Linked DNA regions of Mus musculus: all the other regions are linked to region 3. A link is a contact called in public HiChIP or PLAC-seq and promoter capture Hi-C data. All regions are on one chromosome and are shown on one strand. The core of a region is the stretch at or near the end of the contact, and the rest is flanking DNA. Distances in the headings are between cores, read along the strand shown.

The links. Promoter capture Hi-C pulls out the DNA fragments that hold promoters and counts their contacts. HiChIP or PLAC-seq counts read pairs in DNA pulled down with a chosen protein or histone mark.
Region 1: a contact with region 3 is called in a promoter capture Hi-C map of liver, with 2.2 times the contacts expected there. The contact joins the promoter of Zfp46 here to the promoter of Zbtb40 in region 3. A contact is called at or near these places in 2 of 39 promoter capture datasets (cranial neural crest and liver) and 1 of 115 datasets of contacts at active chromatin or transcription factors (memory CD8 T cells).
Region 2: a contact with region 3 is called in an H3K4me3 HiChIP or PLAC-seq map of embryonic forebrain, with 2.5 times the contacts expected there. The contact joins the promoter of Luzp1 here to the promoter of Zbtb40 in region 3. A contact is called at or near these places in 4 of 39 promoter capture datasets (the HPC-7 cell line, cranial neural crest, embryonic stem cells and 1 more), 2 of 484 Hi-C or Micro-C datasets (both in embryonic stem cells) and 6 of 115 datasets of contacts at active chromatin or transcription factors (astrocytes, bone marrow-derived macrophages, embryonic forebrain and 3 more).
Region 4: a contact with region 3 is called in a promoter capture Hi-C map of pre-B cells, with 2.4 times the contacts expected there. The contact joins the promoter of Alpl here to the promoter of Zbtb40 in region 3. A contact is called at or near these places in 2 of 39 promoter capture datasets (hippocampal neurons and pre-B cells) and 1 of 115 datasets of contacts at active chromatin or transcription factors (astrocytes).
Region 5: a promoter capture Hi-C map of hippocampal neurons shows a contact between it and region 3, with 2.1 times the contacts expected there. The contact joins the promoter of Hnrnpr here to the promoter of Zbtb40 in region 3. A contact is called at or near these places in 2 of 39 promoter capture datasets (cranial neural crest and hippocampal neurons).

What each region holds. Positions count from the first base shown.
Region 1 is chr4:136,284,698-136,287,397 of GRCm38.p6, reverse strand. It overlaps Zfp46 (zinc finger protein 46), which reads right to left and starts at 1,331. Exons shown (of 3, transcript NM_009557.4): 1 at 917-1,331; 2 at 83-326. The coding sequence starts at 188.
Region 2 is chr4:136,468,387-136,471,086 of GRCm38.p6, reverse strand. It overlaps Luzp1 (leucine zipper protein 1), which reads right to left and starts at 1,326. Exons shown (of 5, transcript NM_024452.2): 1 at 1,237-1,326.
Region 3 is chr4:137,047,438-137,050,137 of GRCm38.p6, reverse strand. It overlaps Zbtb40 (zinc finger and BTB domain containing 40), which reads left to right and starts at 1,443. Exons shown (of 19, transcript NM_198248.1): 1 at 1,443-1,492.
Region 4 is chr4:137,795,098-137,797,797 of GRCm38.p6, reverse strand. Alpl (alkaline phosphatase, liver/bone/kidney) reads left to right here and starts at 1,414. Exons shown (of 12, transcript NM_007431.3): 1 at 1,414-1,556.
Region 5 is chr4:136,309,564-136,312,263 of GRCm38.p6, reverse strand. Hnrnpr (heterogeneous nuclear ribonucleoprotein R) reads right to left here and starts at 1,322. Exons shown (of 11, transcript NM_001277121.1): 1 at 1,175-1,322.

The DNA of each region.
Region 1 (2,700 bases), core at 82-2,581, 760 kb after region 3:
AAGGCTGTATCGAAAAGACCTAAGCCGTTCTGACAGTTTCAAAACCCCTAAGAGGTAAGACAAGATAAAAGTCCTCACTCACCCAGTGAGACAACATTTCCGTAATTCTCCTGCATCACATCCCTGTAAAGATCTCTCTGTGTAGGATCCAGAGGTCTCCATTCTTCCCGAGTGAGGTACATGGCCATATCTTCAAATGTCACAGGGGCCTGAAATCACACAACGCTTCCTCACTACTTGGTATCTAGGAGTTTAGAACCAGCTTTTCTTCTTGAAATTAGAGACATGGTTAGAAATGTCGAGAAGGCAGTGGCATTAAGTCTCATCTGTAGAGTCCGAAGGAAAAAAAAAATAATAAAGAAAGAAGAAAAAAAGACATGTGGTCAAAAGACAGGGGCAATCTACTAGCTTCCCGCTCAGGCCGTCCCTGCCCACTTTGGACCCTTACATACAAGGCTCTCCTTTTCTTAGACCAGTGAAATTCTCGTCTTTATGGCCCAGTTCTAGAGCCAACTGCTGTTCTGTTTCTCCCCACCCTTTATCACTCTTCGCTCCATCCTTGGACACCACATCTAGAATTAACCACTCCTCGACTTACTATTTCCCACACCACAATACGTCCTTGCTCAGGCCAACAGAATACTTACCATATCGCATCCAGGTTAACCGGACACACCGTTCTCCCTACAGATTGTTGGCAAGAAGGGTACCACCCATCTTGTTTGGTTTTATTCTCCTCAGTATTTAGTCTTACAGTGGGTGTTCTATATATGCTTGTATATGGTTATATTAGCCAACTCGAAGCCCGTATACTAAGCAGAATAGCAAAATGAGCTTATCCCAGGGAATTTCCTATAGGGGTTTGCAGACGGGGAAACACCGGGCAAGATGGGTAAGCAGAGCCCTCGGGGCTTACCTGAGTCCCAGACATGAGCAGGGTGGCTGCCATCTCGGGCTCAAGCGTTCGTCTCCTGGGAGAGAGAGAGCAGGAAAACCAGCTAGCAGACAACGTTGAAGGAGGCGAAAAGCAGGACGTGAGGCGCGGCAAGAGGCCCTGCCCACTACTCCCTAGGGCTGGAGTTCTGGTCGCAGGGTATGAGGGGAAGGCCCAGGACTGGTCACTCTCCTCTCTGACTCCCGAAGAGTCACCCACTCTCCGTGTCTCGGTTAATATCGAGTACGTGCAACGTTAGGGTAGGAGAGGGCAGGCACTGGCTGGGTGCCCCCTAGGCTGGGGGGTCAGGCCGATGCAATTCAAGGGAGGAGGCTTTCAACCCAGCCCATAGAACGCCTCTGCTCTGCCATCTCCGGGCTGGGACCTTTCCGGCAGCAATCCCAGCCAATCAGCGAAAAGAAATCGTAAAATATCTGACCAATCAGAAGCCAAACCATCAGCCCTCCTCCTGCGGCGTGGCCGGGTAGCTCCATCACGCGTGCGCGCACCTCGCGGCCTGACGGGACTTGGAGTTTCACTCTGGCGTACAAAGGCCACTTAGCAGCCAAGAGCAGGGGAGGGAAAAGAACAAAAGGGAAGAGACAGGACCGCGACCTTCAAGACCAGTGAGAATACCCCCACACATACTTTTTTCTCGGAAACCACAGCACGACTCAGCAAAGGAAGCGTCTGTGTTTTTTTTTTTTTCTCATGGCCCTACGACCATCTTTGAGTCATATATTATCCGCGAGGTTAGATTGAGTGTGGAAGCTCGGGCTGACCTCAGCTGAGATCACCCCTCATTTGACAGCCCAGGCCAGAGCGGGAAAAGGCTTCTTTTCCCTCCCTTGGGAGACTCCCTGGCCGGGATGGAACTTTGGGCCCCGCCCACGGACTCCCAACACCGCCTGAAGCTCTCGCTTTCTGGATACTGAGAACTACAACTCCCAGTAGGCCTTCCGGCAGTCACAACCCACCCCAGACTACATATCCCACGAGGCCTCGCGTCCCCTGTCCGGTGCTGGAGTGCTGTCCGCGGCCCGGCCCAGGGTGTTCCAACGTTAACCCTGTAGGGAGCGTCTCGAGCTCTTTTATAGAGACGGAGCTCAAGTGCACCCATCTAAGTCGCCAAAACATTGAAATCAGAAGCGGGGGGGTGGGGTAGGGTGTGTAGGGAAATAGCTGGCCCTGGAGTGGGAGACTCAGGGACTTGGTACTCTTGAGGGTGTCTCTGCTGAAAGGAATCTTGGAGACCTCCCAACATCATGAAAACCTTAGGCCTGCGACAACCTGGAGTCCTAAGGATGCTAGTAGTCTCTGTTTCAAAGAAATCACAAAACCAGATTAGGACAGAACGGACAGGCTTACCTCCTGGTCTGTGGTCGCTGGCTCCTCAGAGATCTAAAGAGGCCTGACGTTCAGAAAGGTTCTAGATATCACCAGCAGATTCCAGAGATCTCAGGGCCATGAATAGAAATCCGAATCCATGGATTAACAGGCAAAGGGCAGGGTTTGGTTGTAGGATGAGCACAAAGCTTCAAGACTGCAGAGACTGTTCTATAGCTCCGGGAAACAACAATCTCATAAACAGATCTCCGAGGCCACAACAGCTGGCCAAGAAACATCAGCGTTGGCTATGCTGCATTCACTCAGAATCCTCCAAATGGAAGGACTTGTAGCCTTTCCTTTCCCTAGCGGGGATGAAGGAATTAGACAATGGAAGGCGAGGGCTAAGCAAAACAGGGATTCTGTGTGGGGAAGAGCTC
Region 2 (2,700 bases), core at 77-2,576, 580 kb after region 3:
CAGAGAGTTATTTTCTCCTGAATGGACAGAAAAGCCACCACGAGGCGCTCAGAAGCACAATCCTTTCCCCCAAGGTCATTCAAGTCATCGAAGGTGCGACAGAGAATCTGCAAGCTGCTCGGTTAAAGAACACTGCGGAGATTTTTTTTTTTTTTTTGGAGGTGTGTGAAGGGGGATGGGGGGGGGGGCTGCCTGCTCTCTTCCCCTCTCCCACCCCGAAGTGTGAGCACCCGCCTCGGCATTTCCGAAACAAGCCACAACAAGCTCTGCAGTGTTAGGAAAGGGGCTGACGCGATGAAGAAACAGATGCTCCATAGCAAGATGGGTCTTTCTCGGCCGGCTGAGGCTCCTGCGAGGTAATTAGCAGAAACCGCAGGCACCTCGGAGAGGTCCCCACCGGGCTGCGGAACCCACCAGCCCCGCCGTGCCAGTGCCCGTGCCCGGGACGCCGGCTTCCACCTCGCTAGTCGCCTGGCCAGCCGCAGGCCAAAAGCGGCTCCCGAAACCGCACTTCATTCCTGCGCTTCGGGAAGCCATGGCTCCCTTCCCTGCCGGGCCGCGGGGCGGGGTGCGCGCTGCGGAAAGTTCACCGCGGCGGCGGGAGGGGGCCGGCGGCTACCCGAGTGCCCCTGCAGATTCCACCATTAATTAGTCCTCGGGACTGTCGACTGGCAACTTAAACAAAGCGAATGCCTCGAATTCCTTCCCGGGCCGCGGCGGTCTGGCCCGCGAGACGGGAGCAGCGCGCCGGCGGGAGCCGCGCGGGCGGGCGGGCGGGCCGCAGCCCCGGGGCCGACAGCTGCGGACGCCCCGGGGCCGCCGCGGGCCTCTCCCCGGCCCCCCGCGCGTCGCGTCCCGCACACCGGCCGCGGCCCTTCCTGTCCGCTCACTTCCTTCCTCCCGGCTCGCCGCCCCGCGGAGCCCGGCGAGGACCCCGACGCCTCCCTCCCTGGCCGCCACAGCCGCGCTCGCCCTCACTCGGCGTCTCCCCAGTCTCCTCAGAAACGTCCCTCCCCCTCCTCAGGAAGAAAAAAAAATCTCTGAGTCTCTCCCTCCAACTCCAGCCACACTCTCTCCGGCTGGCCCACCGGAGACCTCCCCTTCCCGGCTCCGCTTCCAGAACCCGCGCGCACTCCCCGCCGTCCCCGGGACACCCCGGCCGAGACCCCCTCACCCCCGGCACACAAGCCGGACTCCCAGGCCGCCCGCCTCGCCACACTCCCGCCGCCGCCTCACCTCAGCGGCTGCGGCCCGCGCTCCCGCCGCCGGAGGATCCGGCGCTCCGCTCCCAGCGGCCGGCGCCTGCTCAGGCTCCCCCAGACTGACAATGAGGGGCGGGGCCTTGTGTGGCGTCAGCGCTCCGGGGCGGGGCGTATGCCAGGCCACGCCTCCTTTGGTCCTTTTTTTAAGCCCTCCCACTTCCAAGCCCAAGGTTTGAACCCAGCCAAGTTTTCATTGCCTTCCTAGCTAGGTGCCCCGGACCTGGGCTAGGCTCCGGAGGAAACCTGACTTGGAAGGCAAGACCGCGCTCAAAAGAAACGCTTTCAGAGACGTTGGGAGGGTGCAGTAAAATCGTCCATGCAAAGGGATTAGGGCCTGAAATGAAGTCATCGCTCAACCAAACACCTCTTACTCAGTGAGTGTGGAGAAGGGACTGGGCGTGGCTCAGAGGTCATGACTTCTAGTCCCACTGGCTCCACATTCATTCCTCAGGTGCTGCCAGGAAAGTCCTTTCCCATCTATATCCCTTACTTTTCCTTCTTTAAAATGGGAATCGGCAGTGGGCCACATGGTCTCAAAAAGTCCCCCCAATGCCTTCTATGTACAAAGTACTAGGGCCAAGAGAACCCCTGGGGGGAAGTGGACTTTGAAGGTAGCTCAGGACCTAAATCCTGCAGCGCACAGGCCACATTCAGAGACGTTCTGTGGGCGCCCTCCCACGCGCTGGCACCCAGCAGCCTGCACAAGCCGGGACACAGATGGCTAAGAGCTGCTTCCTCTCTGACTGCAGGAGTATGGCTGGTCTCTGGAGACGCCTCTTGTGTAAGCTCTTTATTGCCTATGGAACAAAGGCCAAATCCATGGCCTGGTATTCTCACTTCCTACCTTCATACACACGCTCTGAAGTTTACCCAAACTTCCCTTAGCACACCCACCGCTTTCCCACATCCGCCCTTCTGCTTGTCACCTCATCTCCTGTGTGCGTCCTCCTATTTCTCCCAAGGCAAAAAGACCAACCCTCTTTGCTCTCTGTACCTGGTGGCATTGACTCCAGCTCTCACAGGGCCGTGGATACATTATAACTTGTATCCTGTTGACCTCCAGCTGGGTGTGGCAGTGGCACATTCCTATCTTTAATCCCAGCACTCAGCAGGCAGGTGCATTGCTAGTTTGAGACAAGCAGGGCTACAAATAAGAAAACATGTCTTAAAAAATAATGCCATCCATGGCCATGAGCGCTGGTAGGCAAATGCTGAAGAGGGTGAAACAGGAGAATCACACATTTAGGGCCAACCTGGAGTACCCTTTGGGGCTGGGGATACAGTTCTGTTGGTAGAGCATTTGTCTAGTATGCACAATGCCCTGGCTTCAATCACAAACACTGCATAGTTGGATGTGGTAGCATATACCTCTAATTCCAGCACTCAGGAGGTAAAGCCAGAAAACTCAGGAATTCAACTGCAGAGACCGGCATAGTAG
Region 3 (2,700 bases), core at 194-2,693:
CAACCTAGAATCTCCTGGGAAGCGTCTCCCTAGGGGATTGTCTACATTGGTTTGGTCCCTGTGTGTGTGTGTGTGTGGGGGTATCTTGAGTAAACCAATGTCAGAATACTCAGTCCACTGTGGGTGGCCCCATTCCCCAGGCAAGGAGTCTTGAACTGTGCCTGCAATCCAACTGGGCACAAGCAAGAACATGCATGCATTCACTTCTCTCTGCTCTATGGATGTGGTGTGATTAGTGGTTTGAAGTCTTTGTCTTGCCTTGACTTCTCCAAGGTGGTGGACTAACCTGCAATTGTAAGCTGAAAAAAATCTTTCCCCCCTTGGTCCTCCTCCTTCTTCCTGGTCTTATTATGTAGCTCTGGGTGTCCTGAAACTACACACACACACACACACACACACACACACACACACACACACACACACACATCAAGGTAGCCTCACAATTCAGAGATCTGCCTGCCTCTGCCTCCAAAGCACCAGGATTAAAAGATGGGTCACTAAGCCTGACTCATTAGACTTTTTTTTGGGGGGGGAGGGGGTTCAGGATATTTTATCACAACAAAAATTAACTAGAACAGCTGCCCAGAGTGCTCTAATGACCCAGAGTGTTCTAATTATTTATCTTCAGCAGTAGCTGCAAACTGCAGTCACAGTATTAGATGACAGAAATTTGAGTGACAGCTCTGCTCCATAGGTTCGGTTTCTGTTTTAAAGGTATTGCATCAAGTCGAGCTGACAGCGACAGTGCTGGGGACGACTGAATATTGTCATTGCCCATGGAACAGCTGTAATCACATTGGGAGCTAGACATAGCAACGAGAAGCCTGGATCTCGGACAAATGGGTCTCCATGTGATGCAGGGACAGCTCTCATGACCAGTGCCAATGGGGCTCATGTTAACTGGATCCGATTCACATCCATTTGACTGCCAGGACACTGGACTCGGGGTTCATAACCAGCGTGTGGTGCTATAGGTTAAAACGTGAGAGGATAATGGCAAAAGAAACCCCGTGTACACCCATACCAAGCCCAGTCCAGAAATCAGTCTCGTTCTCGCCCTGCACATGACTGTTTGTTACAAAAGAAGGAAAGAAATCTTTGTCGTCTCTTCGCAGCAAACCTCAGAAGTGGCTAGGTAAGGGATGGATCATGCTATGGAACATGCTAAGGAAACATCTCCCAAGGTACTGTGAGGCGAAGGTCAAAGGTCAAGAGCAGACCAGGTTCCAAACTTGGAAGCCTGCCATTGGTAGAAAGCGTGCACGTGATGCAGGGACAGCCTTCTCGCGAGACCGTCCCCCAGCACGTGACTACGGCGTGCGCACATCCGGGCTACGGCCCTCGGCGTTTTCCCCGGCCCCAAGATGGCTGCCTTTTGGCGTCTCCAGCGCTGTTGAATGGAGAAAGCTTTATTGTTCCCTTCGGGCAGGAGTGTTCGTGTCCTCAATGGCGCTGTCAATAAAGAACGGCAGTTTGAATCGGTGCTGAGCAGGTAACCATAGAAACGGCGCTGGGACTCTGCGCGGAGACCCCTGTCGCGGCGGAGGCTCCCGAGACTCCCTGAGTGAGGGGCGCCCCAGGACCCCTGGGGGACGCAGGGGATGCGCGGAGCGAGCTCCGCCTGGCTCGCGTCGGTCACAGCCGCCGCCGTCCGCTGTCCTCGGGACGTGGCCCCCGGGAACAGCCCTCACTTCGGGCGCAGCCTAGGTTGTTGCGTCCCGTGGAAGGACGCGGGACACTGCCTGGCATCTGCGGCCCTCACTCCCCGGCTCCCGGGCTGTGCTGCGGACGCCCCGGCCCAGAGGGCTCCCTCCCATCTCTGCTCTCAGCTTTTGTTTATCCGCTGTAAAACAGTTGCGGGGAAATAGAAGTCGTGGGAAATAAAACTTCAGCTCCCAGCAGTGAAGTTGCACGGAGACGCAGCTATGGTCGTTTTTTGTTTTCTTTTTAACGGGTTGTCCGGCCGCTCGCCTGCCGCGGGGCGGGGGAGTGCGCGCAGTTGCCCCGGCTGCTTTTCGGCTTTGATGGAAAGGTCCATAAAGCCAGAGTCATTTCTCTCCGGCGCTTTACAGAAGTTTGCCAATCCTGGCCCGAGGCACAGTTGACACGATATGTGACTAGCTTCCATGATGCCGTCAAGCTAGTGGTCTCTCATTCCTTACAAAGCTATCACCCGCCCAGTGTGTGCAATTGGCCATCTATTTTATGTCTCTACGTAGCTTTGCAGTGTATTTTCCCTGCACAAAACGTGAAGTGTGATTAGGGTGTGCTAGCTTATAGGGCTGGCAATGTGAGGCTGTCGCTGGGAAATCCCCCTTGTATGATAGCCTAGGTCACATTACCTCAAACTGTAAGTTTTCTCCCTCTGGGAGTGCTCTTCCTTGGAATTGTATCCAAATCTTGGTGTGGGTTATAGCTGTTTAAGCAATCAATGTAGGGTTAGGGTTAGGAAGTGCAAATTTTCAGTGCTTGGCATAAATTATGCTCAATGTAGACATGGTTCTTCGGTGACAGGTTCCCATTCTGTCTTGTGCTTGTTTTGACACAGACCTCATGTAGCCCAGGCTGGCCTGGAAATAAATAAATATACGTATATGTATTTGTGTGTGTGTATATGTATACACACATATTATATATATACATATATATATATATATATATATATATATATATATATATATATATAGGCTGGCCTGGAAA
Region 4 (2,700 bases), core at 165-2,664, 750 kb before region 3:
CAAGTGCTGTGTTCTGAGCTCACTGCTGTCTTAACTCTCAGCTCCTTACAGACGAGGACTGCCGGGAAATGACCAAAGTTTCATTTATTCACCGCCCCAATGGCTTTTGCCATTATGACCTTGCTATGAAATACATAAATAAGGAGTAATTTACCCAATACTTGGTCTCACTTTGTAAAAACATAAACTTATTTCTCAAGGGAAATTTCCTAGCACCGCTGTAAATAAACAGCATTAATTATTAAAATACAAGAACAAATGAAAACAAACCCAGGCATTCCTGGGTTTTGGCATCAGGCTCCAGTTCCGGCCCTGAACTTACCGATGAGGTCACATGTTGTCTCTGGGCCTTGCTTTTCCTCCTGTAAAATGGGCTCAATAGTAGAGCTCATATAGAAGATGCCTGGACCTAAGACGGAACTTCAGGGTAGAAGTGATCAATCCTAGGTGCCCAGGAAGATGGAGTTCAGGGAAACCTGATCTTTGCTTTCAAATCTCTGGCTGTTGGGGATTAGAGGTACAGATGGGTTTTGTCAGCTTCAGTAGCGATGATAAGACCCTCCTCTTAGGAGGAAATGAGGAAGTATTCAAATGGTGGTGGCATTCAAACCTACCTCCAGGAGTTCACAGTAGGAAACGAATCAGAGACTTCAAAACCAGACTGGCTTTCAGGGGAAGGGAGGTGGTGGCCCTTGGGGAACTGGATAAGGCCCACTGGCACCCAGCGGTTGCCTTTCCTTGTTTCCTGTGCATGTTCCAAACTCGGTCTCTTATAACTCTCCCAATAACGTGAAGGAAGAAAAACCAGGGGATAGTGTCTGCGGGTTATAGAGCCTTGGCCAGTCCCCCGAAGTCACCAGAGCAGGCCTGTGGGCCTAGACAGTCTGGCTCCACTGCCTGGGAAGTGGTCTGCCCCGGGCAGGTCCTGGGGCTTCTGGCTGGGACAGACAGAATGTCCTGAGTCCCTGTTTCTTCAGATATTAGGGAGGGAGGGCCCTGTCCAAGGGGTCTCCTTCTGCTTCCTACTGACTTAGTTAAGGGCAAAAGAGAAAGTGGATAGGAAAGGGGTAAGGGTGTGAGGCTCAGAGGTGCACATGGTGACGGACAAGGATGTGTAGGCAGAAAGACGCACAGAAAAAAGGAGCCAGGTGGGTTCACAGACGCGCAGGGTCAGGCACAGGAAGACAACCATCGAGGGACAAAGTCTCCTACAGAGAAATCAAACCTAAAGACAAGCCAGCTGCACCCTGAAGCCAGGATGAGCCGCAGGGAAAGAGAGAGGCAAGGCGGGTTACCCTGCCTGTTGCAGCCCTACGGGCCGGGTCGAGCGCCGCGCTCCCGGCAGGGGGCGCCCTGGCAACGCAGAGGCACCCGCCTGGGGCTCGGGGTGCGGGCCGGGGGCGGGGCGGCCGGGGGCGGGGAGGCCGGCGGGTGCTCGGCCAGGCCGCCTTCATAAGCAGGCGGGGGAGGTGGCCGCCAGAGTACGCTCCCGCCACTGCGCTCCTTAGGGCTGCCGCTCGCGAGCCGGAACAGACCCTCCCCACGAGTGCCTGCAGGTAAGGAAAGCATGCTGCGCCCGTGGCTTGCGCGACTCCCACGCGCGCGCTCCGCCGGTCCCGCAGTGACTGTCCCAGCCACGGTGGGGACACGTGGAAGGTCAGGCTCCCTGGGGACCCACGACCTCCCGCTCCGGACTCCGCGCGCATCTCTTGTGGCCTGGCAGGATGATGGACGTGGCGCCCGCTGAGCCGCTACCCAGGACCTCACCCTCGTGCTAAGCACCTGCTCCCGGTGCCCACGCGCCTCCGTAGTCCACAGCTGCGCCCTTCGTGGTCCCTTGGCACTCTGTCCCGTTGGTGTCTAAAGTAGTTGGGGAGCAGCAGGAAGAAGGCACGTGCTGCGATCTTTGGCGGGAGAGATCGGAGACCGCGTGCTAGTGTCTGTCTGAGAGTGGGGGAGCCCAGGAAACGGAAGGAGCCTGTGAACGGTTCCAGGCTGTGTGCAGGTGAGAGTGGGGCTGCTGCCTTGCCCAGCGCGGGTAAGAAAGGGTTAAAGGCACAGTCACAGCGGCAGGACCCAAGACGGAGGAAAAAAACCTCATTCTTACTCCCACATTGTCCATGGTAATCCTTTTCAACGCGTAATGGGCCTGAGGAAGGAAGACTTGCAAAGGACTCTGGGGTATGCCTGTGAATCCTGATTAAAAAGGAAAGCTGGCGCGGCAACTCTGGAGAGATGCTGGCAGTCTGGAGGCTGAGGATCTCTGTGAGTTCGAGGCCACTCTAACACTCTAGGAAGATTAGGTCTCAAAATCATACACACACACACACACACACACACACACACACACACACACACACACACACACACACATACATATAACAGAGGGATTATTCTCAGGCCTGAAAGAACGTTTGGCTCCAAGAAGAATTCAAAGACCCCCCCTCAGGCAGCCTCAGATTCTCAGTCTGGTTGAGAATTAGGGCAACTGTTTATTAAATGCTGGATAAGGACTGCTCTGACACCTGACAGACTACAAATAGGGACAGAGAGTTTTAGACAATGTAGGCAATGACATTAGGCATTGAACCCTGTTGCCCATTCTCCACAGCCCAGGAGATTAAGGAGAGCCCCCCCCCAGTATGCCCTTCACCCTCCAAGCCTCTCTGGTCTCCCCAGTCAGCTCTTTCCTCTCCCACT
Region 5 (2,700 bases), core at 73-2,572, 740 kb after region 3:
CTCTAGGAAATAAATCCTTCGGATCAAGAGGGGGGATTCAACAACAATGCCACACAGCCAAACCATATTTCTGGATGCAGCAAATATTCTAACGTGACTGGAACCCTTTGACACAAACATTTTTGCAAAAAAAAGAAAATTACAAAATAAAGTCATTTAAATAAGATTTATAAGGACCGCTGGGAGACTCGGGAAGTCAGTACTAGCTTCTCCCTGACTTGTGGCGAACATCTCTAAGCAAAATGTTGAGAGACGGGCTTTTAAAAGAACCAAGGAAAGCTAACGGTTATCTCACAGCTCGGGAGTATCAAGCCTTTAATCACTACGACTGACTCCTGACACATTCTGCTTTTAAAGGGCAAGGGGGGGAAAAATCCCAAACAGGTAACGAGAAAGGACTGAACCTTTCAAGAACCCCTGGGCTTTCGTCTTAAAATTCTGGCCACATGGCTACTACCGTGTAAGAAAAAGAAGCGCTTTTCCAAACTGGAGCGCCTATGACATTCTCAGAATTACCTAGCTCAGGCGCCGCTCGAAACCAAGTGTCACGGCCTCTTAGTAGTCATTTTTTCCTTCAAATCCCGGCTCGAAGCATGCAGGTTGGGGATCGGGCGGGAGGCACCCCCCATACCTCGGCCCCTCGGCTCCGACTCCCGTAAAAGTTTGCTCCCGGCTCAGGTAACCCTGGGACTTGCACCCCGCCCTCGGCTCACCCCACCCCCTCGGGCGCGACCCGGTTATCAACACATCCCACAGGCCGCCGGGCGAGAGGCGGGCCAGGCCTGACCGCAGGCCTCGGGGGCAAGCACCGGGGTCAGGGGGAAACGCCTGAAACCCTTCGCCCGGACCGGGGCCGCGGACAGCGGCGGGCGGAGGCGGGAAAAAGCACCGCGAGACCGGCAGGCCGCACGGAGGACAGCGGACCGAGGGACCGGGGCACCGGAGGGGCTGAGAAGGATGAGCGACAGAGAGAGGAGGCGCCGCGGCGGGACTCAGGCCCGCGGCTGCGCGGCGGGCCGGAGCAGAAGCCGCCCCCGGCCCATCCCCACCCCCACCCTGGGGCCTCGGAGCAAAGACCCAAACTGCAGGCCAGGGCGCCGAGCCTGGACCCGGCCGAGTCCGGTCAGACCGGGACTCCCGGCCCCTCCCCCCCACGGGCCAGCGCGAGACTCACCAGGGCAGAGCTGGGGGCTGGCGGCCTGGCCCGTGAGAAGCAGCGCGAGGCGCTTTGAAAACGACAAGAAATGGCGCGCGCGCCACCCCCTCCCCCCCTCGCATGGACCGAGACGCGATCCCGGCAGCACGCGGGGTTTCCCGGAACTGCTTCCAGGGACTCCGTGCGGCCGACCAATCGGCCCACGAGACCGTATGACGGGCAGCTTGACGGGCCAATAAGAGAGAGGGGAAAGCGGCCCTCACGTCGGGGACTCCGAGGACCAATCGGTGTGGCCGTCGGGCTGAGCCAATGAGGGGTCTCAGCGCCACTGGCTGCGGCGCCTCCGGGGCGGGGGCATGCACACAAAGGGGTCTGTTGGTGGGAGCCCCTGGTAGTGGCGAGGCTGCGGGGCAGCGGGCCTTGCGTGGCCGAAGCTCCTCCCTCTTCTTCTACCACCGTTAAGAGGTTGAAAAATCTAGGCCTCCCGCCGCGTGGCCACCTCCGGAGCCCCGCCCCCTCGGGTCCCGGCGGCCACGCTCCGCAATGGCGCTGCTACCCCGCGCCGGAGTCCCTTATCTCCAATCCTCCCTCCCGCCGTTCTGAGCGTTAGGTCCCGAGCACACCCCATTCGCCACACGCTGGGCTCCATCAATAGATCATCTTGGCTCTAGTCAAAACACAACTTCAGGGTGACTTGACTCGTGTCGCTGGAGATTTCTCTGTAGAAAAGCATCCCTTAGAATGACTGGAGAAACTGCCTGTTTCCCTCCTTGGCTCTTCTCCTCACAGAATAACGTGGATCTGACTCAAGAGTGACGCTAACAGAAAGCAGGGACCCTTCGGAGTTTGGAGACTAGAGTAGGTAGGGTCACTGGATCAACGACTGAAAGCCAGGCAAGCGGGCAAAGGGTTCATTTCCAAGAAACTAATACCTGTTATTCATAAACCTCTCACCTGTCACTCCTGTCCCAACACTACCTCAGTGAAGAAGGTCAAGGGATCTGCTTCCAAACATATCTGGAGATCATGTTTCTCAAATCCTATAAACCAAAGTTTATTGTTAGTCTACCCATGCGTTTTTGAACGGACATGTGCAAAAGTGCACTTGATACGAACTTGATGGCCAATGTAGTAGTGCTGGGAGGTGGGGCCGGTAGTGGGAGGTGTTTCGGGCACTAGGACTCCACCCTCAAAGCATTAAAGCCGACTGATAGGCCTCCAGGCTGTGAGTTTGATGCCTGACTCTAGATCTTCTCTGCATCTTTTGCGCTTCCAGCGTAGGGAGACGGCCCTTATCCCCGCGTGCTCTCAATGTTGGACTTCCCTGCTTCCAGAACTGTAAATTGTAAAGCCTGTCCTAGGGGCTGGAGAGACGGCTCAAATGCAAGTTTAAAATCCTGACTGTGGCCCGGCAGTGGTGGCGCATGCCTTTAATCCCAGCACTCGGGAGGCAGTCAGGCGGATTTCTGAGTTCCAGGCCAGCCTGGTCTACAGAGTGAGTTCCAGGACAGCCAGGGCTATACAGAGAAACCCTGTCTCGAAAC